Regions from separate parts of the Mus musculus genome. Here regions 1, 2, 4, 5, 6 and 7 are each linked to region 3. Evidence: chromatin contacts called from public Hi-C and promoter capture Hi-C data. All regions are on one chromosome and are shown on one strand. Each heading gives the region's core, a stretch centred on a gene start, on an enhancer-like site or on the middle of the called end of the contact. The rest is flanking DNA. Distances are from core to core; before and after follow the strand shown. Region 1 holds the start of Zfp14 (zinc finger protein 14). Region 2 holds the start of Rabac1 (Rab acceptor 1 (prenylated)). Region 3 holds the start of Shkbp1 (Sh3kbp1 binding protein 1). Region 4 holds the start of Rps19 (ribosomal protein S19). Region 5 holds the start of Zfp526 (zinc finger protein 526). Region 6 holds the start of Zfp260 (zinc finger protein 260). Region 7 holds the start of Zfp383 (zinc finger protein 383).

Region 1 (3,465 bases), core at 406-2,905, 2.7 Mb after region 3:
CCCCATGCCTAGCCCACACTTGCTCTAAGCTAGACTAGCTCTCTACCAGTGAGGTACCCTGCCAGCCCCCCAACCCCACCCCACCCCCGCCCCCGGGCAAAAGGCTTTGAAGAGCTTGGTAATTTAGGGGTTTAGACCTGGCTGCTGTTGCTAAAATGGGATTAAAAGAGACAGAGATTGATTGAAGATTAAGTGTTATTCTGGCTGGGCACAGTGGCACACATTGCAGCCTGGAGGCTGAGGCAGGAGGATCACCCACAAATTTGAGATCACATGGGTTACAGTGAATTCCTGGTCAGTATAGGTACAAATTGTTTAAAACAAGAACAAAACGTGCTATTCTGGTAAGAAGCGTGGTTTAGCAAAGGAATCTTCCACAGTAATTAAAAACGAACTAGCAAAGCAGGCTTCGTGGATAAGAAAGCTGCAGCCTGGAATGCAGAGATGGATCAGCGGGTTACACTCTCAGCACCTACGTGACTGCTGTAACTCCAGTTCCAGAGAATCCGATGCCCTCTTCAGGGCTCCTCAGGCGCAGTCACACTCAGTGGTGCACAGAAAGAAAAGCAGACAGAAACACTCACATACGTAAAAAACGAACATGTTAAAAATTTAAAACCTGTGAGGCTGGAAACAGCTGTACTGCTAGGAGCAGTGGCTGCTCTAGCAGAGGATGCAAGTGTGATTCCCCGTACTCACATGGTGTTTCACGACCGTCTATAACTCCAGTTCCTGGGAATCAGACACCTTCTCCTGGCTTCTGCTGGTATGTGTATACACACAAATACACACACACACACACACACACACACACACATAAAAAAGAAAAAATACAAAAGACATTTGTAACCACACAAAGAGGGCCTGGACCCGCATTTAATCAGAGACATAATCTCTGAGTGATGCTTACTATCAGTCTGCATGAATCTGTCTCCTCTACCCTGACCAAGATAACACCAAACCGCTGCTTCTTTCCAAGCTAACTTCATTTTCACTTTCACAGTAATGAGGAGTAAATGTCCCCATGCCTGGAAAAACAAGGAGTACACTTCATAGGACAACGAGAAAGAAGAAAGTTAGGCTATTTTTTTTTCCGCAGTAATGTTGGGTCTCTATGTATGCAACAACAATCGTTTCCTGCTTTTATTCCCTCGCCTTCCCTAAAATGAACAAGTCTGGGGAAAAGGTCAAACCGGGAAGGTGCGGGCTTGGTAGCCTGGGGACACACCCCTCGCGACCAGCCCTTCCACACACATAACCTACTGGAAATGGAGCGCCGCGGATGGAGAGGACACTGGCCGCCACCGGAGGGGCAGGTTTGACAGGCGACGGCCACCGGGGCTGCCTGGCGGGGAGGGAGCGCGTACAAAGCAGCCCTGCGGTGGCAGCTGCGCTGTCTTTTTGTACGGAGGGCCCTCACTCTGAGGTTCACACACAGAACTCAGAGCCATGCTGGGCCTCTGGGCTCTGCAGCGGGAAGACGGAGGATGCAACGGGGTACGCGGTGTCCACTCAGCGTCACCGACTCCAAGTCTCTCAAGCCAACTAAAGACAAACCTACGCTGCCCCCGCGACAATTTCCTCAGTGCAAGGGACCAACTCACCTCTCAGAGCGGACCGGCGCTAAGCAGCCGGAAGGATGCTGCGCAGAGGCCTGTGGGAAATGTAGTCCATGGTGGGAAAGACTGGGCCAACGCAGCGGAGTGCGCAAGCGTGCTCGGGGCTGTGATGGGTGGAGGCCTCTGGGTGTGATCTTGGACCAGCTGGAAGGGCTAGGAGATTCCGCTGCCCTCTGCCCCCAAATCCCCACCCCAAACCTAGCTCACTGGGCTGGGGGTTGTGTCGTTGCCCTACCAGGGCTGAGAACACCATCATCACATTATCACATGCTTAATATGTGAGATAAGCATATTCTCACCCCAGCGAGGGTGTAGGCATGATCAGGGAACTCAGTAAAATACATTCTCCAAAGGTGCAGTCCCACATCTACCCAGGGAAAGGTTGCTCAGGCTCCTTGGAGTTCCCGCTGCCTCTGCTTTCTCCCACTGTCCCTTCTAGCCGTTGTGTATATTGGTCTAGTCGTTGGTATTGGCCTTAGGTTTTGTTTTGCAAACTGGAGATGAAGCCAAGACCTCTAAGACTGGAAAGATAATTATGCTTTCTTCTATCACAGTGGTTCTCAACCTGTTGGTCGAGATCCCCCCCCCCCTTGGGGGTCAAATGACCTTTCACAGGGACCACCTAAGACCATCAGAAAACACAGATATTTACATTAGGATTCCTAACAGTAGCAAAATTACAGTTATAAAGTAGTACCGAAAATAATTATATAGCTTGTGGATCACCACAACATGAGGAACTGTATTAATGGGTCGCAGCTTTAGGGAGGTTGAGAACCACTGCTCTAACATTTTCTTGTGTTTGTGCCAGGCCTCATCCGGTCTTCAGGAGACTGAAGCATGCAGACTGCAAATTCAAGATGAATGGAAAAAAAAAAAAAAAAAAGGAGGACATGACTGCTCCCAAGGGATTGAGATCTAAGAGAGAGCACTGGCAGGGGCGTCTGAAAGTAACCAGGGTGGCCATGACTGCCGGACTAAATGGGGCCATGTGAGGGGAGGGGGTGGGGTGTAGGACAGGCTAGAAGCCAAGAGGCCAAGTGCAGCGGGCAAGAGGTAACAAAAGGACCTTGTGCCCAAAATGACTGGGTTATACAGGAATCACAGAAGCTGGGAGATGGGAAGCCCAGGCCTGGGCTACAGAGTTTGGGATAGTGGGGGGCAAGGTATATCAGCCAGGATGTCTCTGTAATAGGTGCTGGGGATGTTGAAAGATCCTCATCGATCCTCTTGTTTCTTTCCAGAGCGCTGTTATTACAGGCATCCGTCAACATTCCCAGCGTTGGGACGTTAGTTTTAGGAACGTGACAATTGAGAGGCTGGTGAGATGGCTTAGTGATTGAGAACCCTTGCGCTCTTGCAGACACAACACATATGATGGTTCCCAAGTGTCTGTAACTTCAGTTGCAGAGGGCTGGTGAGATGGCTCAGTGGGTAAGAGCACCCGACTGCTCTTCCGAAGGTCCGGAGTTCAAATCCCAGCAACCACATGGTGGCTCACAACCACTCACAATGAGATCTGACTCCTTCTTCTGGAGTGTCTGAAGACAGCTACAGTGTACTTACATATTAAAAAAAAAAAAAAGAACAATAAATAAAGGGGTGGATGTAGTGCACACTTGTATGTAGTCAAATATTCATACATGTAAAATAAAAATCTTTTAAAAAAAAGAACATTACATATCTGGTATAGATTTCTTTTCTTTCCTTTTTTAAATTAAATTTTTGAGACAGGATTTCTCTGTGTAGCCCTGGTTGCCCTGGAACTCTCTCTGAAGGCCACGCTAGCTTCAAACTCAGAGATCTACCTGCCTCTGTCTCTCAAGTGCTGAGATTAAAATCGTGA
Region 2 (3,590 bases), core at 122-2,621, 2.4 Mb before region 3:
GGGGCCACCGGACTTACAGATCTCAGCCTTCCCCTCTGAGAATCATCAGGGCCAAGACTTGGGAAGGAACACGGATCTAGGCCTGCATGAGGTCGCCACCTGGTGTGCAGTGTGGGTATCTGCAGCTGATGCGTTCCGTGGGGGGGGGGGGGGGGGGTTGAGTGGAATTGGATTAAGTCATTTACAAGAGACAGAGGTGCCAGGGCTTTGGGGTCTCTCTGGGTTTGGGAAGCTGAGACTGGAGGGGAGCACCTGGTGGGTCTAAGCCCTTAAAGACCAAGTTAAGTGACTCTAGTGGACAGCTCGGTGGGGGCCGTCTTGGGTCCCAACTATTCGGAAGTTTGCATTCCGTGAGACCACGATCAGAAAGGCCCGAGGAGCCATTTGGGCAGGAGATTTCTTACCAAAGAGTACAAGCTTAGACTGCAACGTGCGCAGATAGAGAATGTAACAGGCGCCAAAGAAGACAGCCAGAGCCACCAGCAGCATGGGAGATGTCACCCTGGAAGAGTGTGGGAGACAGGAGTTAGGTATCCGAGGCTGCGTCAGCCAGGCCCCTCTAGCTTTGGACACAGACTGAGGTTACGTCCTTCTAGGCCAGCGAAGGCCACATCCTGGTCAGGTGAATGCAGGAGTACAGACTGACCGGGTCCTGTAGTGACAAAGTGGGCTAACTGGTCTGGGCGGGGCCTGGCAGCCGGGGGCGGGGTCTGACTATCGAGGGCGGGGCCGCAGAGGCACTCACACGCAGTACAGGATGAGGCCGAGAAACACGAACACGTAGTTGCTTTGATAATACTCCACGTTGCGTACCAGGCGCTGGCAAAGCTCTCCCACATTGCGGGGTCGCGAGAAACGTTGCTGGTCCACGAAGGTGCCCCAGGGCCGGATGGTCGCCCGGCGCCGCTCCAGCCACTCTCGGCCTGCGCCGGATGGAATCAGCTTGGGCAGCAGGGTCCTAATGGGCAGGGCAGAGCAGAGCAGCTGAAGGGAGGGAGAGGGTAGAATCTGGACCCCAGATTCTAGCACACCTGGTCCCAAGCATGACCTTGAACCCCTAGGAGGAAGGGTCCTGAGAGGGAGCCAACAGGACTGAGTCCCTCCCAGGACCTCTGAGGAGATGAGGGACTCCTGCATCTCGGATCTGGGGGTAACACCCTGCTTGCTCACGTGGCGCTCAGCCCTTCCCCTTCGGCATCCTTCTGCTGGTCCTTCTGGGCCGCCATGTCTGCACTGCAGTGGATAGAACCGCTGTAAATAGCCCGGAGCCCAGCAGCACCTAGGCGGCCCCACCCCAGCCGGGACTCTTTGGAAGTGGCGTCGTTGGGAGCTCTAGAGGGCGGTAGTTGTTCCTCCAAGCATTGTGGGTGTTGTAGTCATCGTGGCGTCAAGAGGCAGGTTTGCCTCGCAAGACATCTTGGGAGATGTATGCTAAGAGCTCGTCGGGAGCCTCTAGGCATTGTGGGAATTGTAGTTTCAGGAGGCTCAGCGTGGACTACAGCAGGTGGACTGTCAGGACAGAGGATTTTGTGGGAGTTCGAATGGCAGAAACGTACTTCCGTGGACCGTGCAGAGCTGTCGTTCTGGCTCGAGAGAGCTTAATAAAACATTGTTCGAAAACTCAGATATTCTGATTCTAACTGGGCAAGTCTGGGAAAGAGTTCATTTACTTTTTCTTTCCTAAAAGTATTTACTTTGAAAGTGAGACAGGAGAGATGGCTTACTTGTTTCTCTTTCAAAGGATCATAGCTTGGTTCCCAGCATCCACACCCAGTGCTTCACAACTGCCCGAAACTCCAGCTCTAGCCAATCAGACATACTCATGTGCACATACCCACACTCAGATACACATGATTTAAAAATAAATGTTTGCATTTTAAAAGAAAAGATTTACTTTTATATGTTTATGCGTGTGTGCCACCAGAAGAGGGTTTTAGAGCTCCTGGAACTGGAGTTACAGGCAATTATGAGCTGTCTAGAAATCATGGGTGCTGGGAACGGAACTCCTCCGGGTTGGGATTTCAGTATGGGCCACTCAGCAGGAAATTGTGTCTGGGTTTCCCACTTGGGGTCCAGCATTGCTTCAGATCAGTGGAGGACTGCAAATGTACAGTTAGCCTAAAGACTAAAGAGGGACACCACAAGGCCAGAGTACTGGAAAAGACAGAGAACCTTGGAAACCAGTTTGGCGGCAAAAGTCAGCTGGGTTTGACTGCTATGGGAACCAATTCAGTTTCTTTAAGAGGACTAAGCAAATTCTTTCTATTTCATGACCCTCAAGTCTCTGCTGCCCTGGTGGGAGTCGGGGCTTCGGGAGAAGGCAGTGGAGAAGGCAGTGGGATCCAGAGGCAACACTGTTGCAGAAAGTGGCAAACTAATTCAAAGAATGTAAGAAATTTGAATACTGGGATTTTTAGGATAGGTGTCTGGAAGCTGGGAAAGGAGTCCTTTGGGACAGTGGAAGCGAGGACCCTGAGGTAGAGATGTGATGAGGCAGGGGGTACTTTCAGGTTCCTGAGGGAGGAGGCTCACGTTAGATGGGTTTTGAGTCAGTAGGTAGTAGGAGACATCCGAGAAGGCTGTGGGAGATGGGACTTGGCTCTGAGCTCTTTCCTGTGCTTCCCAGAGCAAGTGGCACTGGGAAAAAGCCAGAAGATATTAACAGGAACTCGAGACCTTGATCATAATGCCGGCTGCATGACTTCAAGGGGCCTCCCCCACTTCTGTCCTGTGCTGAGTCCCTCTGTCAAAGCGGATGCTCCTTCCTGGTGCTAGGTGATTGAAGCAGAGTATGTGGGTGTCCCAGGAGAGGTCTTGGCCCATGCAACTCCTCCCTCCCAGGATCGTCTTGTCCTGAGATCACCAGAGGTCACAGTACAAAGAGCCCCAAGTGCTCCAACCCTGAATGGCTGATCCTCCCCTCTCTGCCTCCCACCTGGTGGGATTACAGGTGGTCACCGCTAGAAAATGGCCAGCTTTATTATTTTTTCTTTCTCTACCATGGCTCTGTAGGCAAGGATAGTATGATCTTGAACTTCTGATTTTTGTTCCTAGTCCAAGAATTCTGTAGGATCACAGATGTGGCCAGGGGTTGGTGGCACATGTCTTTAATCCCAGTACTCAGGAGGCAGAAGCAGTTGGATCTCTGTGAGTTCACGACCAGTGTGGTCTACAAAGTGAGCTTCAGGACAGCTAAGGCTACACAGTGAAACCTTGTCTTAAAAAGAAACAAACAAACAAACAATAACAACGAAAGGATCACAGGCATCTTGTCACCTTATTTATGCAGGGCTCAGAACAAACCCAGAGCTTTTGTAGGCAAGTAGTCTGCACCAGAGCCACACCCCCAAGCATTTGATTATTTTAAAAGCTTTATATTATTTATCATGGTTTTGAGAAAAGGGGGACTTGCAGGCATGCAGGCATGCACACATGCACACACAGAGGCACAGGGTGTGTGGTGTTAGGGTCTTACTATGTAGCCCCAAGCTGGCCTCCAAACTCCTATCCTTCAGCCACCACCTCTGGGAAACTGGGCTTAAAGGCATATGCACCACACAGCAGCAGTGTGGTGGTTTGAATGCATATGC
Region 3 (3,463 bases), core at 700-3,199:
TCCAATGAAGCTAGCATGATAAAGTTTAAATTTATTTATTTATTTATTTTTCTGAAGAATGGGGTGAAACTTAAGAAAACTCAGACTACAACTCCCATCAAGCTCCCGTGCATGCTTCTGAACTCTAAAGAGAACTGGCTGTTGCACAGCTTCAAGGAAAAATGCTGCTTCCTATTTCCTTTCCAAGCATCTGATAAAGAACTACAACTCCCAGTGCACCTCAGGGCTCCAAACACCTAAGGGTTGAAGCTTTATGGGAAATGTAGTCTTTAAGCCAATCTCCCTCTCCCTAGCATCAATTGGGAGTGCTCACCTGGAGGAGGTAGATAACCATTGAAGAGGACATTTCCGCAGGAAGATCGATCCAACTCTTCCCTCACCTGCAGGCGACGAACTGCAAGGGAAGGACTCAAAACTTCATCTTGAGGGAAACTAAAGCAGACCCTTGTCCCCTTCCTCATCTGTCTTTCCACGTAACTATCCCCTCCCCCGCAACCCCGACCCCTTCAGAGCCAGACCCAAATCCGGTGCTCTTAGCTCTAACCCAACAGTCTTTTTGACTGGGAGAGTCAAAGAGGAGAGGCATTCTGCTCAGGAAATAACTGAGGGTGCTGACTGGGGGCGGGGTTGGGGTGGGGGTGGGGCACGGCACGGGACTCTCACTTACCCAGTGGAGTGAGTCCGTAGAATTGGGCTTCATGGAGGAGGCTGGAACCATGGACACCCCTGGGTAATAGGGGAGATTTGGGTGTAAAAATCTAGGGCATAGGCATGAACAGCACATTGCAAGGAGAAAGGTATTGAAACTGCCCAGAGACTACCGAAGCCTGGCTAGTTTCAACCGGCGTAAAATTCTAGGGAGGTTGAGGGTGGGGTACACCTGCCAATCCAAGACATGGGAGATAAAGACTGGCCTGATCTGGATGGAGTTCTAGACAGCCAGGGCTACAGAGCAAGGCCTTATCTCAAGCCAACAAACAAATACATACTTTCTTTAAAATCTAGATAACAAGGATGAAGAATGGTGCAAATGTGTGGGCATATTTTAATGGAAGGAATATAACATGATCAATAATTCTAATAGAATGGAACACATTTACTTTTCGAGGAGAGATTTTATACAGTGGCAGAATTCACCCATTTACCCATACCAACCTGGGATCTAACTCTTTGGTCCGCAGGAAATTAAGGATGGGGGCAAAGACGGTGGGGTCCCGGTCGATGAAGATCTGCATGGTGGGGTGGGGATGGAGGTGGGGGTCATGGAAAAGACCTGGAATAAGTAGGAGCTCCTGTCCCCCATCCCACCCGGAGTCCCGTTTTTTGATCTAGCCCTACTCACAGCTCCGGTCTCATCTTTCAGGGTTGAGATGCGTCCGCTCAAAAGACTACAGGAAGGGGAAACCGAGGAGGAGACATGGGCCGAGTTGCAGAGGTGAGTATTGTAGAAATGGGTCTCCCCACACCCTCTTCTTTCATTCCCTCCTACCCTCGCCCCAGACTCTCCTAATCACCTGGAAAAGAAGGAGTCTGGGATCCAGGTAAGCGTCTGGCGAGAGGTACTGAACCTGGGCGATGGGGTAAGGAGAGGAAAGAGAAGAAGAGGTGAGGACGCTGCCTCCTCCACTGAGATTCATGCATTCTCCTTTGGCATTTCTTTCTTTCTTTCTTTCTTTTTTATTCAAGCGCCAAGCCTCCAGCTTGAGGCGGAGCAATTCTTGATGGACAGGGACTACCACCCCCACCCCCAGAAGAGGCGGGCATCCCGCCTCGGTCCCGTAGGATGGGGCCTCGAGGATCTCCCACACTCACCGCTTGCCCCCTACGTTCAGATGAATCACTTCCCCGGGTGCTCCCCGACTCGGGACCCCCTCCACTGCAGTCGTCGCGACGGCCATAGCCCCACCCCCCCGCAAGCCGGCCGGCTCGCACCCACTTCCGGGTGTGCATAGACCCCGCCTCTTCCTCTTGCTCATTGGCCTAGAGACTCCAGGATCCACCGGCGATTGGACAGAGAGCTCGCTCAACGCAATTACGGTCTCTGACTCTTTAAAGAGGGCCGGTCTTTCCTGGTTTCGACGGGGCGCACTTGGGGATCCTTTGGAGTGATTTAGTAACTCCCCCCCCCCTTTTCTAGGTTCCCTTATTTTGGTATAATACATAACGAATGTAGGCGATTCGTTGAGGAGTACGTGCGCAGATCTTGAAATGAGCCTATACCAAGGCTTAGGTATTTGTAGAGTCTAGGAGACTGCCTTCTCGACCTCGTCCCCACACCGGCCCACCCTCCAATCCTGTCTCGGATACACGAACAAACCAGCGAAGACTGTCAAAGCCAAAGGGTTTATTATAGGTACATACAGTGTGCGCCTGCCACACCGCCCCGCACCCCCTGCCTTGGCAGCGTCTCCAAGCAGCCACGGGGGTTGCCTGTAACCCTGATTCCCTCCGTCCCAGGGAGGTGCTCCAGCCAGAAGCATGCAGGGGGAGGGCTTTCCCACCCCCTCCCCCTCGGGAAGTGGCATTTACAGCTAGAATCGGGGAGGAGAGAGGAAGACAGTTTTGAACTTTGACTCCCCTCCTATTAAAAGCCTTCGCGGATGCGGGGCGGGGGGAAGGAGGGGGGGTCTACGTTTTTGCAAAAATAAACTAAGTCAGGAATTAACCGCATGGCTCTGAGATGGCGGAGTACAGGGGCTAAGGGCCCCTGTCCTCCCTCTTCCCAGACAGATCAAGGCAGCATTGGAAGTGAGGTAAAGGCAGGGAGGGAGTGTGTCCCCTCCCCACCCCCTAGCACCCTGGATGGTCCAGGGGACCTCACCAGCGCCCCCGTTGTCCATCCTTAGGGCGGAGAGGAGGCCAACAAATCACCACCTCCTAGATCCCTCGCCACTCCAGCTTCTTGGGGCAGGATCTGACGATTGGGCAGGGAGCTTGGCTCAACTGGCTCCCTGCCCGGCCCCACCAAGCTCAGTTATTGCATAAAAAGAATGGAGCCCCAGCACCTGGGGTGGGGTTGGCGAGCGGGAAGGGACCGAGATATGGCTATAGGGACAGCAATCCCCTACCACCACCTCTTGGAGTGCAGAAGTCCCTTCTATTTCAGGCCCACAGTGGCACATCCGCAGTCATTCCGGCCCTTGCGGATGAGAAGTTGTCTTTGTGTCCACAGTGCAGAGAGGAGGGGCAAGGAGACTTGTCAGACTCCAAGGTGGGGGAAAGGGTACCTGGAATCACTTCCGGCGCCCGCTGGCCCTACGCTCCCCGCCCTCACGCTTGGGGTTGCCCTCATCTGTGGATGATGTGGTAGGTAGTGTCTGACCCCATCGGGCGATCTCGGCGTGTTCTGCCACGGAGTTAGCCACAGCCTCCAGCCAGCCGTTCATCTCCTCCTGACGGAAGACGCAGGACAAGTCCATATTTGGAAGAGGAACTCAACCACACCGCCCTCCCTAGCTTCACT
Region 4 (3,723 bases), core at 949-3,448, 2.5 Mb before region 3:
GTGCTGACCTGGAAAGTAATGGGGAAAAAAAAGGTTTCTTCATATTAACTCCTCGAATAGCGTCTCTATCGACCTTACACCAAAGTCATGCATCTACCACAGGATTCATCCCCATTGACACAACATGTGTCATGTGTCACCATGACCAAATGCCAGATAGAAACAACCCAAGGATTTATTCATTTGTCTCAGTTTGGAAAGGGACTGGTTTATTGCCACATGGCCCCATGTCCTTGAGCAAATCACTGTCATGCTGGGTGTGTCCTGCTGAGGAGCTAGGACTACCACACAGATAAGAGACCCCAGGCAAGAGAAGAAGAGTTCCCAGTTCTAACCATTCCTCCAGCTAAGCCCATCTTCCACCTCCCACAGCCTCTCACCAGCAGCATCCTATTTGTGAATCCATTGATTCTGTCAGCGTCCTCACACTCACAGACATCCCCAGAAGTGCACTTTACTGGTCGCATACATGGTTTTTGTATTGGTGCTGTTCTGGTTTGGCTGCCTTAGAACTCATTATGTAAACCAATCTGACCTCGAATTTGCTGTAATCCTCCTGCCTGTGTCTCCTGAGTGTTAGGACCGTAGGTGTGCATCACTATGCCCAGGCCATTTAAGTGTTTAAGGTTTTTTTAAATTTACTTTTGTGTGTATGTGTCTGCATATGTACATACATGAGTGCACGTGCCCGAGGAAGCCAGAAGAGGACATGTCATCCTCTGGAGATGAAAGTACAAGCTACTGTGACCCTCCAGTGTAGGTGTTTGGAACTGAAGTCAGATTTTCTGAAATTGCTGAGCCATCTGTCTCTCCGGCCCCTCAAACTGGCTTAACTTTTCACTTATGTATTGATAATTCATTTCTTTTTAATATTTTTTTCTAATTTTAAGTCTTAGTATGTGTATAAAGAGGGTGCGATATGTGAACATACACCCTTCTCTGAGACGCACCTGTGGCAGTCAGAGGACAAAACTCTGTAGTTAGTTCTTATACCGTGATGGGTTCAAAGAATCGTATCAGGTCAATCAGGCTCGTATGGGAGAACTTCTACCTAGTGAGCGAACCATCACAATGCCCCTCGTTTCTTTTTTTTTTTTGGGGGGGGGGGGGTCGAGACAGGGTTTCTCTGTGTAGCCCTGACTGTCCTGGAACTCACTCTGTAGACCAGGCTGGCCTCGAACTCAGAAATCCGCCTGCCTCTGCCTCCTGAGTGCTGGGATTAAAGGCGTGCGCCACCACGCCCGGCCCCTCCTCTCTTTTCTATCTTAAATAATATTTGTCTGGATGCAACACAACCTCAAATATTTTATGCGCTGCGCTGCGGGGTGGGAGTGGGAGGTACTGAGAGCCTGGCGTAGTGACACACTCCCGTAGCATTAAGCTGGGGGATCATGAGTTCAAAGCCAGCCTTAGATAAAAAGTCCCAGGCCAGTCTTGGCTAAATAAATTAATGATAATCCTGTCTCAAAACAACAAACGATAGGCAGGTAGGTGGGTGGGTAGGTACAGATATAATAAAGTTGCACAGGTCAGCTTGGATGACTCAGAAGAGGCAAACGAGGAGACTAACGGTCTGAACAACCAGACTCCGGCACTAGATGGCGGAGCTGAACCTCCACCAAGGGCCCGCCTCTACCCCTTTGTCCCCGCCCTAATCTCCTCCCCGCTCCCAACGCCTTCTTTCCTCTCCGCGAGCGTCAATGGAGCTGAAGCAACTTCCGCCCAAAGAAGGGTGGGGCTTCCGTGTATCTCTTGGTCTCGCGAATGCTAATGCTAGCACAAAAGGTGGTGGTGGCCACATGTCATAGTGCCTTTTCCCTGGATTGCCTGTCACGGTTCCGCCCGTAACTATTCCCATTTCCGGCCAGGAAGCAGGGTCTTGCGCTGAATCCCGCCTTCCTTTCGTGCGCGCTCAACTTCGCCCGCACTTCCGCCCTCAAAAGTTTCCGCCTCCTTGTTCCCGCCAGACACACAAGGCTCAAATGAAGGCCGACTCCCCCAGCTCGCTCCGGTCACGCCCAAGGAAACGGAAAGAGGAACCAGATCCCTTATCCTCCTCCCGAGTCCCTTCTCTTGGCTTCTCCACCCCTTCCTCTTACAGACCCGCCCATTTTGGGTGGAGATGAAGCCATATTCGCCCTCAGAAAGGCGGAGCCCTCTGGTTTAGCCGCTCTCGCGAGCACTCCGAAATCTCGCGAGACTCGACGCCCGACTTGTGCGCCCGGGAAACCCCGTCGTTCCCTTTCCCCTGGCTGGCAGCGCGGAGGCCGCACGGTGAGTGAGGGCTCTGGGTCGCGGCTGTGCGCGGGGCCACGGGGCCGGGCTTTCTGGCCCCAAGAGCTCGTGCCGGGACCGCGGGAAGCCCGGCGCGGGGTCGCTCCGCCCTCTGGAGCCGCGGCCACGTGCGAGCGGCAGGCCCGGACATGCCTGATCGCCGCAATCCGGGAGCCCGGAGGGTTAGGTGGGCAGCGGAGGGGTGAGTGGGACGCCCGGAACGTGGGCTTGAGGGAGCGGGGTGTGGAGGGCTCTCCCACGCGGTCACCACGCCGCGGTGCTGCGATCCGCGTGGCGTGTGCACCCGGCAACTCTGTTGGACCTGCAGGAGCCGAGTTGCAGGGACATGAGGCTGGGTGGATGCTGAGGCTTTGGGGTGGACTGGCGACGAGCAGGGTTGGTGTTGACCTGGACCCACGTCAGGGGTTTGCACCAAGCCTGACCTCGGCATGCTTGTCCCTTCCTCAGATGCCCGGAGTTACTGTAAAAGACGTTAACCAGCAGGAGTTCGTCAGAGCTCTGGCAGCCTTCCTCAAAAAGTAAGTGTTTGTTGGAACTGAGGCCTGACCCCTGTGCGCTGTGACCCCAATGTGTCATTAATCCCTCTGGCCACTTGCTGGGGGTCTTTTCTGAATTGGGCCTACGGTGACCATGCTTCCTTTTTAACCTGTTCGTTCTTGCTTTTTTTTTCCCCCAACCTTGTTAACTTGCTAAAGGTTAGTAGATCTGAAGTCATCTTTGGAAATTTTTGAAGTGTGCTTTTTCTCAATTCTCTTGGTTCTAGGTCCGGGAAGCTGAAAGTCCCCGAATGGGTGGACACAGTCAAGCTGGCCAAACATAAAGAGCTTGCCCCATATGATGAGAACTGGTTCTACACACGAGCTGGTAAGAACTGAGGCTTTGGCTGGGAGTGGGAACCTGGGCGACCCCAGGCAGGGACCCTGTCTTCCCCTCCCATCTACACCAGGAGACAGACCTCATTATTGAATAGCTGTAGCTTTAAACTAGAAAGGAAATCTGAGGGCAAATGAGTGTCCATATTTTGCTTACTTGAGAGTCTTAACAGCTTTCTGTGTCCACGGTTATAGCATTTAGATTTGAACAACTGTCAACTCCTGTTTGGTTGAGTGGTCGGGAGTGCCACTCCTGTTATAAAGGAAACTTACAGATCTGGTGCCCAAAGAAAACTTTGGGGTGCCCCTCTGGTCTCTCTGGATCCTGCCTGGGTGCTTTGTGCATCCTGTTGTCTCTAGTCTTTAGGGGAGCAGGATTCTTTCTGCTGGGTAGTGCCAGGGTTGCAGTTCATGGCCAGGCCTTTGCTAGGGGGGGGCCCTGCCTGAGAATTCCCCTGGTCGTGGGAAGTAAGTTCCTCTTCGCTTAAGACCGTGAAGCAGTTTATAAGTTAATATTAAATGTCCACGGGATCCACTTTGTTTCAGGCTTTGGCAT
Region 5 (3,851 bases), core at 252-2,751, 2.1 Mb before region 3:
GCCCCTACAGCGCAAGCGCAGAATCAGACCTCAAGCTCCACCCCTTCCAGGACTCCAGATCCGCCCCTAACCCAAGCGTCCGGACTCTCCCTTGCTGCGCTTGCGCAAGAGCAAAACCTCGCTGTGTCTTGCTCTTGATGGTGGTTTCAGGCTCGGTGTGTGTCCCCTGAATCCTATGACACGACCTGGTGGAATTACTCATCCCACAGACTACCTCTTCCTCCTGATCACGTCCTAGACACCCACATGACCAGTGCCAACAGCTGTCAGCGCAAAGTAAACCAGTCACGAGGGTCCCGACTCCCTGGAGCGCTCAAGGCTCATAATCAGGACTTGTAATACAGTATGCCCCATTCTGGTGGCAACCAGAAACCTACAACTCAACTCTGCTGTCTCAGATCCTACATGGAAATTCTTGCTCATACAGCTCCCCAGCCCCAATTTATAAATTCTCCAGTCGCAAGCAGCAGAATGATACCTCTTCCCAAATCTCAATAGACCTTGCCACCCCCTGTGTGCAGCACATTCCGAAGACGTCCATCAGCACCTCCTATCATAGACACCACACCCACGGTTAGAACAGCCTTTGTACAATCGCTTCTGAGCCCTCTTGAGTCTTGGAGCCACCCAGATGCCCCTCCTAACCTGCACCTATGAGAGCAATCCTGTCACAGAAGTGGAGGCTAGGGTGTCTTCATGTCCCCTACACGAGGCCTTGAGCGTGACGGTCGCTCCTCCTCCCCCACTTAGGTGACTCAAGGTCAGGGCCAGCACGTGCCTAAGACAGGTCTCTTCTAGGACTGGTTTCCACCCCCGGAATTGTCTCCCTAAGGGGCGGGAGGCTCTGGCTCAATGCTGGCTGTTTGTTTCCCTTTTCTGGGCCTTAGCTTTTCCACCTGTGAAACGGATGGCAGTGGAGTCCACGGTATGGGCTCTCTGTGTGAATATCATTGAATCAGACAAAGAATGGGAGGAAGGGGAAAGCTATTTATAAACGGTAAAGCTTCTATGATGGGTGGGCTATAGTGAGTACTACGGTGTATCAGGCCCCGAGCCGAACATTTTTATGTGTATGACAAAATTCAATGCCTTCAACAACCTTTCAGGAGATGCGATTCCAGTCCACTTTGCACGTAAGCAAAAACTGAGGCGGCGCAGGAAAAGTACAAGTGTGTCTGGCTTTTTAGTTACGCTGTCAGAAACGCTCAGTCTCTTCTGCTACGAGATAACACCTGTCAAAGTCTCGCACCGCCACGTTCATTTGTGCGACCTCGCTCTATAAGGATGCACACTTTTCTCCGCTGAATTTTCAAACAGCAGGAAAGGAGCGGCCCCGGAGAACTGCGCAGGCGCCTCTCCTGGTCCCGGACACCGCCTCCAGGGCACTGGTGTCTGCGTGGAGAAACTCGCGGAGCCCCGCCTGACTCCCAACACGCAGGCGCGAGGGCGCGTGCCCTGCGCTACCAGCTCTGATTGGCTGCCTCTCCTGAGAGCACCGCCCAATGGGAGGCGTGGATAGTGAAGGGTCCTACACTACTGGAGTGGAGGGTCTGTGTCAAGAGCGGCAGGGGCTGCTTGGAGGTAAGAGAGATGGGTGAGGGCGCCGCAGGGCGGGCGGGGAAGAGAGCGCTGGGTGTAAGGAGAGAGTGGAGGAAGAGGGAAGGGTACGCTCAGGGTCGGAGAGCCTTGGGGCCTGCGCTTGGGGCTGGAGCAGCGCGGGATGATCGACAGCTCCTTCCTGTGTGCCCTAGAGGCGTCGTTGGATCCCCTGCTTGTGCTGGCCTCAGCTTGAGCTCGCTTGCACACCCCACCCCTGCAGGGGGCTCTCACGCTGCAGAGAAGAGGAATCTGGTAGGAGGGAAAAAAGCAGTGTAGCGGGAAAGTTGAACTTTCAGGCCCCTGGTGTAGGTGCTTAGATCTCCTTTCCGTATACAGAGGTATTAGCTGAATTCCACCTACCCCCTGACACGGTGTAGGACTGGGAGGGAAAAGAATGCAGGCGGAAAAGTGTCCATTTCGGGATACCTGTGCTACTTTCTAGAAGGACAGTGTTATTAGGATTGTGTGCAAGTTAAGTGAGTTTTGGAAGGATTGAGTTGGATGAAATTCAGAGAGCACATAGGATTGGGTCCTGTGCACCATGTTTTTCTGTGTATGAGCTCATCCATACTTTGTAAAGTTTGGGCATCCGCTCCTTACCTGCTACAAGCCATGTAGCATGCTCTGATCCAAGCCAGGGGAGTTCTGTCTTGGCAGTGAGGCTGTAACTAAGGCAGAATGCTAACCTCCCCCACCCCCAGCCCATTTGATTGTTTCTAAGAAAATCCTTTATGGACTGGTTCGGACTTAATGAGGAGCCAGGCAGGTGTAGTGGCACCCGCTTTCAATGTCAGCACTGGGGAGGGAGAAGCTGGTAGATTTCTGTGAGTTTGAGGCCAGTCTGCCCTACATAGTGAGTTCCAGATAGGCCAGGGTTACAAGATGAGATGCTTCAAAACAGAGCGCACTTAATGGGGTATTTGGAATTGGTAGATAAGGAAAGTTTGGTTCCTGAGCATTTAGCAAGTCATTTATCTGCAAATGGTTTATTGGTCATCAACTAATAACAGGGCCTTGTACTGGGCTATGTATCATGGAAATGCATAAAATGGGTAGACATGTAGTGTGCACAGAGATGGTTAAGGTCCCAGGACATCGTCTATAGGGAGCCTTAACTCGTCACTGAATGAGTCTGTGTATTTACTGTGTGCTGGGCACCTTTCTTGGCACTGGAAACACCTCGGTGGTGAAGAGGCTAAGATCCCTGCCCTCTGGGAGCAGTACATGAGCAGCCTGTATGCCAGGGCTACCAGCTAAAGTCTCCATGCTCCTGGCATGAGCACAAGTAAAGAGGTAAGGAAAGTGGCCGATGGCACTTGGGAGGCAGAAGAAACAAGGCTGAGAACCAGACGTCCCCGTGTACATACTGAGTGAGGTCAAGGCCAGCCTTTGTACATAGACTGTCTCTACAAAACAGAACCAGCAAGGCAGTGGCGGCGCACAACTCTAACCCCAGCACTTGGGAGGCAGAGGCTGGTGAATCTCTGTGAGTTCAAGGCCAGCCCAGTCTACAGATCTGAGTTCCAGGACAGTCCAGGGCCACACAGAGAAAATCTGTCTCAAACAACAGCAACAACAAAAACGGGCCATCTTGCTGGCCCAGGAGGTAAAGGCGTGTGCCTTGCAGCCCTGATGACCCCAGTTCAATTCTCAGAACCCATATACCATTGGGAGGAAAGAATGGGCTCCGAATGCCATGAAGTTGTCCTCTGTATGCTACATGTATGCCATGACGTGTGTTCATGCATGCAGGCACACAGTAACATAAACAATGACAAAAAATGGTGGCGGTAGGGCTATAAGGTGGCTCAGTGGGTAAAAGCAATTGGCACTGAGCCTGATGACCTGAGTTTGACGCCAGAGCCCCATGGTGGGAGAACCAGATCCTGCAAATTGTTATCTCACTCCACACACATGCTCCCCCCCAGCCCCCCACCCCCCGCAATTAAAAAAAAAGTATAACAGTAAATAAAATCTCCTTAAATTGTAGGTCTTGGAGCAGAAGGCTTAAGGTGGGTTCATGGAATGGACTGTAGGCTCCTGTTGTGTGAAAGGGGTTGGATTAGGTTGAGACCAGACTAAAAGCCTAGGACTTGGACTGTCAGGTTGGAGAGTTTTGTATCCCTGGGGCTAAGTGTGGAAGTACACATACAGAATCCCACTGCTGGGGAGGCTGAGGCAGGGTCGCTCTAAAGCTACCCTCTATTGCCCAGTGAGTTTGAGGCCAGCCTAGGTTGCAAACAAACCCAAGC
Region 6 (3,601 bases), core at 920-3,419, 2.7 Mb after region 3:
GCTGAAACCAGACTCTTCAGAAGGCACATAATGTTTAGAAAGAACATAAATGGAACCCCACAAACAGTGAGAGGATGCTCTTGCATTCCTATTCCGTACAAAGCTTCGCTGGTCTTCACTTTGTCGAGAGAAATGCACCAAAGAACTTCTCGTGGTATTCCGGCTGCTCCTGGCTGCTCCCTCTGATTTGGGCCAGTTGCAGTTTCTGCTGGATCTTGCCGCCACTACTGATTCATTTTTGGTGTTTGCTATTGGCCTGGACTGCTGGAATCCTGACAAGGAAGAGTGGGATTGCCCCGAGAAACTACTTCTAAATGGGTCTGTGACTCCCTTTTCCTATTAACCTTTCTCCCTTGCTTCTGGTCGGTGGATTAGAAGGGAAGTTGAAGTGTTTAAGAACCCTAAATAAAGTAGGTTTTGAAAAAAAAAAAAATCTAAGCCCGCAAGTAGGCTGCCTCTCCTGAAGTCAGGGTTTCAGAGAGCTGCTTCTTATTGGCTCTTGGAGTCCCTTTTATGGGGAAGGGTTAGGGTTGATAGAAAATAGGTGTAGAGAGCTGGAGAGATGGCTTAGCAGTTAAGAGCACCGACTGCTCTTCCAGAATTCCTGAATTCAATTCCCAGCAACTCACAACCATCTGTAATGGGATCTGATGTCCTCTTCCGGTATGTCTGAAGAGAGCAACAATGTACTCACATACAATTAAATAAATAAATAAATAAATAAATAAAGCTGTAGCTATAACTGGCTGTTAAAAATCTGGACAGAAGGGGGGGCTGGGCTCAAGGCTGTGTGTGGGGTGGGTGTGGGAATGTATCATGTAAAAGGGTACCTGGGAAGGTATCTGGTAAGACATATTGGTAAGCCATAAGGACAGTCATATATTCCAGGATCAAGAATTTAGCTCACAGTTCACGGTGGCACCTTTTTGGTTTCACACTGGGCTGTTTGATAAGGAGAGAGGCAGAAGCCTAGAGGTCAGGAGAGCAGAAAACCAAGCATGGTGGACAAGAGGTCAAACGGGCTAGATTATATAGGGAAGAGAAGCTGGGGAAGGGACAGCCCAACTCTGGTGGGAGATTTCAGGGTAGGAGGCAGGGTAGCCCAGGACAAGCACAGGTAGCCAGGCCCCACCTCTATACTAATCTAATGGCCTGGCCCAGTCCCTTGATGTGCAAGAGTATTCAGGGCCAGCCTTCTAGACTGTTCTACCACTGAGAAGGCTGTTTCCAGCCCCTTGAGATACAGACAAGATCCACTCTATAGAGGAAAAAAGGGCGGGGGCGGGGGGAAGAATCCCAGGCCGCCCTGGAAGCCCCGCCTCCTTTCCCCCCAAACCCTATATAATGCCTGCCTCCTGTTCTGTTCTTTGTTGATTCTCTCCCAAGCAAAGGCACCCAACTTCTTGAGGCTTTCCTAATACATCTCTCCCGAGGTTTGCTGTAGGGTGTGACTTTGTGGTATTCCTTGGCTCCCAACTGTAGGATAGCTTTCCCTTTAGAGCTGTAACACCTTCACCAGGCCATCAGCTGCTTTGATATGTTAACAGGCATCTCAGCCATTTGCCCCAGTTTTGGGACCTAACACTCAGGTAACGCATTAACAAACCTCCCACAGGACCCCACAACTCACCTGCATACTGCTTTCCACATTGTTACACACTGTCACAACCCTAGGACATACGGCTACAAAAATTACAATTTCACAATAGTTCATTTTCCTGATTGTTTAGTCTGAACCCAATTATCAGTCTCAATTCCAGCCTGGCTTCAGTTTGTGATACTGTAGCAATCGCTTCCTTAACACCAGAGTCTGATACAACTCTCTGCAGAGCTGCCAACTATCAGCCTGAGATGCCTTCTGGGAAATGTAGTTCAGCAGTGCGCCACGGTGGCCAAGATGGCGTCCTCTCCCGTAAAACCCAGAGGATTGCGCCTTACTGGGAATCTCGCCCTGGAGGCAAGGAAAAGCCTATTCTGTGAGTTTAAGCTGCACTCATTACACACCTTGGCACACCATTGTCCTTTGCGGTAACACAGTGTAAAAGTGGTAGTATCTGAGTTCCAACCTTTTACTACTTATCCACTGGGAAAAGTTCTCGGGAGAGTGGAGGGGAAATTAACTAGAACCCCTGAGACTTCTGGGAAATGTAGTTCACAGTTAAAAAGAGAGCGAAAGAGAGAGACTAGAATGGAAAAAGATCCTCTAGTTCAGAGCCCTGGTGGGCAGAGACCTCTGGGAGTGCTAGCTCACTGAAGGAGTGCGCAGGCGCAGGCTTCGTGGCTCGCCATCGTCGCCTTTGTCTGGGTGAGTTTGATTTCGGGGTCTGTAGGACCGGGATTTTCCCAGACTGAGTAAAGGCAAAGGAGCTGTGGGGGAGGGTTTACCCACCTGCCCGGGCGAGGATGCCTGAAGGGGCGAAAACGCCTACTGTGATGGTGGAGCTGAGAACTTGGGTGGATGGGGGCTGGGGAGATCAGAAACCGGGGTGGGTTTGCGGGCGGGGTGAGCATACGTGTAAGGGTGTGTTTTGGTTTGTTTCGAGTGAGCGAGAAACTGGTTTCAAGTTTGTAAAAATACAGGGGTGGTTTTCTAATACATGTCGCATTTATTTTAAAAATAAAAACGAGGTGTTTTTTTTTCTTCTGGAAAACAGGAAAGGGAAAAAGATAATTGAGTGAGTAGTTTTAAACCTGGTTTTTAAAAATCAAAACAAGTCTACAGTAAAAAAATGAAACCAACGTTCCTTTGAAAAATATTCTTTGTAACAAAGATTTCCAATAACTCGTTATTGGATGCCTACACATCTGTAGGCATTAACTTGCTACTTGGAAAAACCAGATGAGCTAGTTTTGAGTAGTCCCAAATTTACGGACTAGCCCTTAGAATGTACTTTTCACTGCTGCAGATGGGATTGAATCAGTAAGGTAATTAATTGTCCCCCCTTTAGCACAGAGAGGTCAAGAAAGCTATTTAATTTAGCACTCTGATTTGTCAAAGGACAGGGCTCGTGTGTGTGTGTGTGTGTGTGTGTGTGTGTTGCCTGAATATATGTGTACGTGGAACCTGCAGAGGCCAAAAGAAGACATTGGATCCCCTGGAACTGGAATTATAGACAGTTGTGAGCTGGCATGTGGGTACAGGGAGTTGAACTAGAGTCCTTTGGAAGAACAGCCAGTGTTCTTATCCACTGAGCAATCCCTTCAGCTCCAAATTAAGACTCCTAATTTGTCCAGATTTATCCATACCAAGTAGCTTTTGTTAACATACAGATTTTCTTCTGAGTAGTTTTTGGTCAGTCTTTAAAACATGACAAACAACAAAAAATGGTCTGCGTTCATAGTCCTGCTTGTCCTGGAACTCTCGAGATAGGCTTCCCAAGTGCTGGGACTAAAGGCATGCGCTGTTATAGCTGGCTCATCATCGTTTTGCTTTCATTTCTCCCTCCTTCCTTCCTTCCTTCCTTCCTTCCTTCCTTCCTTCCTTCCTTCCTTCCTTCCTTCTGAGTCAGGGTAGTCTCAGTGTGGCCCTAACTGTTTTGGAATTCGCTCTATAGATTAAGCTGCTCCAAACTAGGATGTTCCAACTGCGTCTGCCTCCTGA
Region 7 (3,511 bases), core at 212-2,711, 2.6 Mb after region 3:
CCATGGCTCACCCTCTAAATATCTAATTAAGCTCAAAAGACTGACATTACAAGCTGAAATAGGGCCGGGCGTGCTGGTGCACGCCTTTAATCCCAACACTCGGGAGGCAGAGACAGGTGGATTTCTGAGTTCGAGGCCAGCCTGGTCTACAAAGTGAGTTCTAGGACACCCAGGGCTATAAAGAGAAACCCTGTCTCAAAAAACCAAACCAAACAAACAAACAATGCTTGCTTATACTGCTCTGCCTAGGACCGGAGTTCTGTTCCCAGCTCACAAATCTGTCTGTAACCCTAGGTGATGTAACATCCCTTTCTGACCTTTACAGGCAAATACAGGAAAAACAAGCCAGCGATGGTGGCACACTCCTTTAATCCCAGCACTAGGGAGGTAGAGGCAGGCAGAGATTTCTGAGTTCGAGGCCAGCCTGGTCCACAGAGTGAGTTCCAGGACAGCCAAGGGCTACACTCTGTCTCAAAAGACAGAGAGAGAGCGAGAAGAATTGTAAACAAACGCTTCTATTTCCTTTATTAAAATCAACTAATTTAGAGATTACTGTAACAACCACAAACGTGTGACTAGATATACAAACTCATACACATAACTCATAAAATAGAATATTGTGCAGCTAAGAAAGGAAATATTTATATAGAAATGAGTCCCATAAACACCAAAGTAAAACGGTGTACCCAGTGTATGATGAAGCTTGCCTTTGGTCCAAGCATTTGTGAGACAGAGACAGACTGATCTACGTGAGTTTAGTGCAAACCAAGTCTGCATAGTGACTTGCAAGTCCGCCTAGAGTGAGACCCAGACTCAAAATAAATAAAAATTCGAAGAGAATTTTTTTCACTACGTTATAACAGAACCCTATACCTATTCGGGAACAACCACTCGTTTACAATTCTTCCTAAATCTGATAGATTTTAATAACTAATATTCATTCTTTTTTTTTATATGCCACCTAAATGGATCATATAAATCCTATGCTGAGCCTCGCCAACAGAAAAGGGTAAAACGGAGAATCTGTCGTCATCCTGAAAATTCCTACAGTGAGTTACAAGGCCCAGAAATGTCCAGACTCAGGGTGTGGTATCTCAGAAATCATTTCAACAACTTTGTTCCAGGAGACCAGTGCCACGCAGTTCCTTTTTTAGACTACATTTCCCAGAAATACACGCGACTCTACACAACTTCCGGTGCAAACCTACTCCAAAAACATACAGTGATTCTCTGAGATTGGCCCCCTATCATGGAAGGGGCTCAATGCATTGTAAGAGTTTCTGTCCGAGTTTGTATATCTGTCTAGGAATTTCACGCACAAAATTGAAAATGCGGAACGAGCTCCTCGGCCTGCCTCAGGCCGTGCTCTGGCGGGAAATCCGAGAATGGATGCCATCTTCCCCGCCAGTTCCAATCGCGGACTACATTTCCCAGAAGCGTTCGCGAGTGCTAGGCAGCCCCTTCTTTTGCCTGCGGGACCCTCGTCGTCCGGGGACGGGAAAGTGTACGGCGAGCGGCCTATAGGCCCTTGTTAAGGCTCCAAAGCTGCGGCCCTGGGGTCTGAAGGGAAATACCAGTCAGTATCTGAGATGTCAGGTCAGTGGGAGCTGGTCTAGCAGGATGAGCAGCAGTGAGGCTTTGGCTCTGTTTAAGTGTGACCTTAAGTGACTCTAGGACGCAGTGAGTGCGTGGCTGTGATTTTTAGGATTCTTTGGTGGGTGTGTCAATGACCTGTGAACATGCGCAGAGCTGTGTGTGTACGTATGCACGTTTTCTTTATTATATGTGATTAATAACTTTGTGGCAGTGTGTGTGATTGTGTCCCAATGTGTTTGGACCTATTGTGTGTAACGGTATAGCACCTGTGTATGAGGGATATATCAGATAGCCAGTAATTATGCTTCCAAGAGTGTTAATCAGAGGGGGACTGTCTGTATGTTTGTATACTATGTGTATTGGGTACCTGTGACTGTGAGGATGTTTGAGTGTGATTATGTAACTTTATGTGATACCATGAGCATGGTTGGATGTAGCTGATCTTTGTTACTTTGTGGGTTCCTTTATTCACCGACCCTTTATACCCCCCCCCCCCCCCCACACACACACACACAACACCACCCTCCTGCTAGATAGGAGCGAAAGAAAAATAGATGGGGGAGAGAGAGAAAAAGAGAGAGAGATCCTTGACTCTAATTTGTTTCTTCTTTGATCATGACTGCTAACAAACCTTACCATACTCCCTGAACAACCACCAATCCAATCCTGCTTGTCTGGACCCTAGCATTTATGTATCCTCTGAAAAGTCCTCAAAATTTCAAATGCCACACAGTTGCAGAAACTATCTGCCACTGGCAAACCCATACCTATGCTAGAGCACAGGTAAATGAGCTGCTTTGAGGTAGCCCCATATTCCCACACGCACCCCACACGCACCTGGAATTAAAGCAGAGACATACTCTCAGAATATTTCTGTGGGTTTTTTTTTCAATTTTTTTTTATTATTCCTGTGGTTTTTAATGAAACCAAAATTCCAGAATTCTCACTACAATTGGAAGATGGCATGTAATTGTCAAGCTGACAGTATGTGTGTCTTAGGGGCTGTTATGTTCTGTTGAATGTGTATTGTGTATTGATTGTGTAAAATTTCATGAGGGCAACTGGAAGTGATTATAACTGTTGTGTGACTCCGCCGTGAGTCTCCTGTTGTGCCCGTTTGTAGCACTGTGGTTTTATGTGGTGTTGTATTTAAGGGTTCTATAAATGTGGTTGTGATTTCATCCTCAGGATGGATGTGTGACTGTGACTATCCAACCATACATTGTTGTGCTGTCATTTGGGTAGGGTGTGCTTGTGAGGATATATGTGGTTCCATGGTGGGTGACTGACAGCAGCTGTGGGTTTGTAGATTTGGTGTGCCTCTGACTGCCCAAGTGACTCCAATTTTCTGTCCTAAGAGACCCCCAGTGAGATAAGAACAGATTCCAGTATTGGACAACATAGGCTACATTCCTTCTCTGACTCTAGACATTATCATGAGAACCTAGACTTCTCCCTGGGTGACAGGTATGGATCCAGGGTGGCCTTTTATTAAAAGACTTAGGACTTCATGACTCATTTTTTCCCCCAGCTCCACTCCTCCAGAGGTACCCAGTGGAGAAAAGAGGAATGGCGGTGGACCACGCCAAAAATAAGGTACACTGGGGTTTCTGTTGGGATGACCCACAAATACTGTATTTTCTGGCTATAAAAAAGTGTGTTCTTGTTTTTCAATTATTTGGAGCTGGTGACAACTGGCTAGTAGGACATGTAAATGTCACTTCCATGCCTCCCTTTAAAAGTAAGGCGACTTTCCCCAGCCTGCTAGTAGAATAAGGAATGTGACTTTTTGCATAATAAAGAGCAGTTGGCAGGAATTAAGGGGGTGGGACTTCCAGGCTGGCAATGTTGCCAGCAGACAAAGATGGAATCAGAAGGCCCCCAGGACAGATAGAAGCAGCTAGCAAGAACCACT

Evidence for each region. Promoter capture Hi-C pulls out the DNA fragments that hold promoters and counts their contacts. A called contact is a pair of places that touch in the nucleus more often than the background predicts. Capture Hi-C pulls out chosen DNA fragments and counts their contacts.
Region 1: a promoter capture Hi-C map of liver shows a contact between it and region 3, with 3 times the contacts expected there. The contact joins the promoter of Zfp14 here to the promoter of Shkbp1 in region 3. A contact is called at or near these places in 2 of 39 promoter capture datasets (both in liver) and 1 of 484 Hi-C or Micro-C datasets (B cells).
Region 2: a contact with region 3 is called in a promoter capture Hi-C map of liver, with 3 times the contacts expected there. The contact joins the promoter of Rabac1 here to the promoter of Shkbp1 in region 3. A contact is called at or near these places in 4 of 39 promoter capture datasets (cranial neural crest, hippocampal neurons, liver and 1 more) and 1 of 9 other capture datasets (liver).
Region 4: a promoter capture Hi-C map of adipose tissue shows a contact between it and region 3, with 2.3 times the contacts expected there. The contact joins the promoter of Rps19 here to the promoter of Shkbp1 in region 3. A contact is called at or near these places in 4 of 39 promoter capture datasets (the C10 cell line, cranial neural crest, liver and 1 more), 2 of 115 datasets of contacts at active chromatin or transcription factors (large pre-B cells and stem cell-derived neural progenitor cells) and 2 of 9 other capture datasets (adipose tissue and liver).
Region 5: a contact with region 3 is called in a promoter capture Hi-C map of hippocampal neurons, with 3 times the contacts expected there. The contact joins the promoter of Zfp526 here to the promoter of Shkbp1 in region 3. A contact is called at or near these places in 11 of 39 promoter capture datasets (the 3T3-L1 cell line, the C10 cell line, cranial neural crest and 7 more).
Region 6: a contact with region 3 is called in a Hi-C map of B cells, with 5 read pairs. The contact joins the promoter of Zfp260 here to the promoter of Shkbp1 in region 3. A contact is called at or near these places in 1 of 39 promoter capture datasets (liver), 1 of 484 Hi-C or Micro-C datasets (B cells) and 2 of 9 other capture datasets (adipose tissue and liver).
Region 7: a promoter capture Hi-C map of liver shows a contact between it and region 3, with 5 times the contacts expected there. The contact joins the promoter of Zfp383 here to the promoter of Shkbp1 in region 3. A contact is called at or near these places in 2 of 39 promoter capture datasets (liver and pre-B cells) and 1 of 9 other capture datasets (adipose tissue).

Annotation. Positions count from the first base shown.
Region 1 is chr7:30,049,741-30,053,205 of GRCm38.p6, forward strand. Zfp14 (zinc finger protein 14) reads right to left here and starts at 1,656. Exons shown (of 5, transcript NM_178733.5): 1 at 1,605-1,656.
Region 2 is chr7:24,971,357-24,974,946 of GRCm38.p6, forward strand. It overlaps Rabac1 (Rab acceptor 1 (prenylated)), which reads right to left and starts at 1,372. Exons shown (of 5, transcript NM_010261.2): 1 at 1,171-1,372; 2 at 746-958; 3 at 405-502. The coding sequence starts at 1,226.
Region 3 is chr7:27,354,059-27,357,521 of GRCm38.p6, forward strand. It overlaps Shkbp1 (Sh3kbp1 binding protein 1), which reads right to left and starts at 1,950. Exons shown (of 18, transcript NM_138676.2): 1 at 1,813-1,950; 2 at 1,515-1,568; 3 at 1,343-1,388; 4 at 1,156-1,229; 5 at 668-726; 6 at 314-394. The coding sequence starts at 1,898. It overlaps Sptbn4 (spectrin beta, non-erythrocytic 4), which reads right to left. Exons shown (of 36, transcript NM_032610.2): 36 at 2,325-3,392. The coding sequence ends at 3,234.
Region 4 is chr7:24,882,394-24,886,116 of GRCm38.p6, forward strand. It overlaps Rps19 (ribosomal protein S19), which reads left to right and starts at 2,199. Exons shown (of 6, transcript NM_001360119.1): 1 at 2,199-2,274; 2 at 2,743-2,813; 3 at 3,059-3,159. The coding sequence starts at 2,743.
Region 5 is chr7:25,219,924-25,223,774 of GRCm38.p6, forward strand. It overlaps Zfp526 (zinc finger protein 526), which reads left to right and starts at 1,502. Exons shown (of 3, transcript NM_175436.5): 1 at 1,502-1,581. It also overlaps a transcript of Dedd2 not described here.
Region 6 is chr7:30,092,907-30,096,507 of GRCm38.p6, forward strand. It overlaps Zfp260 (zinc finger protein 260), which reads left to right and starts at 2,170. Exons shown (of 3, transcript NM_011981.4): 1 at 2,170-2,305.
Region 7 is chr7:29,907,056-29,910,566 of GRCm38.p6, forward strand. Zfp383 (zinc finger protein 383) reads left to right here and starts at 1,462. Exons shown (of 5, transcript NM_001243908.1): 1 at 1,462-1,596; 2 at 3,128-3,192. The coding sequence starts at 1,590.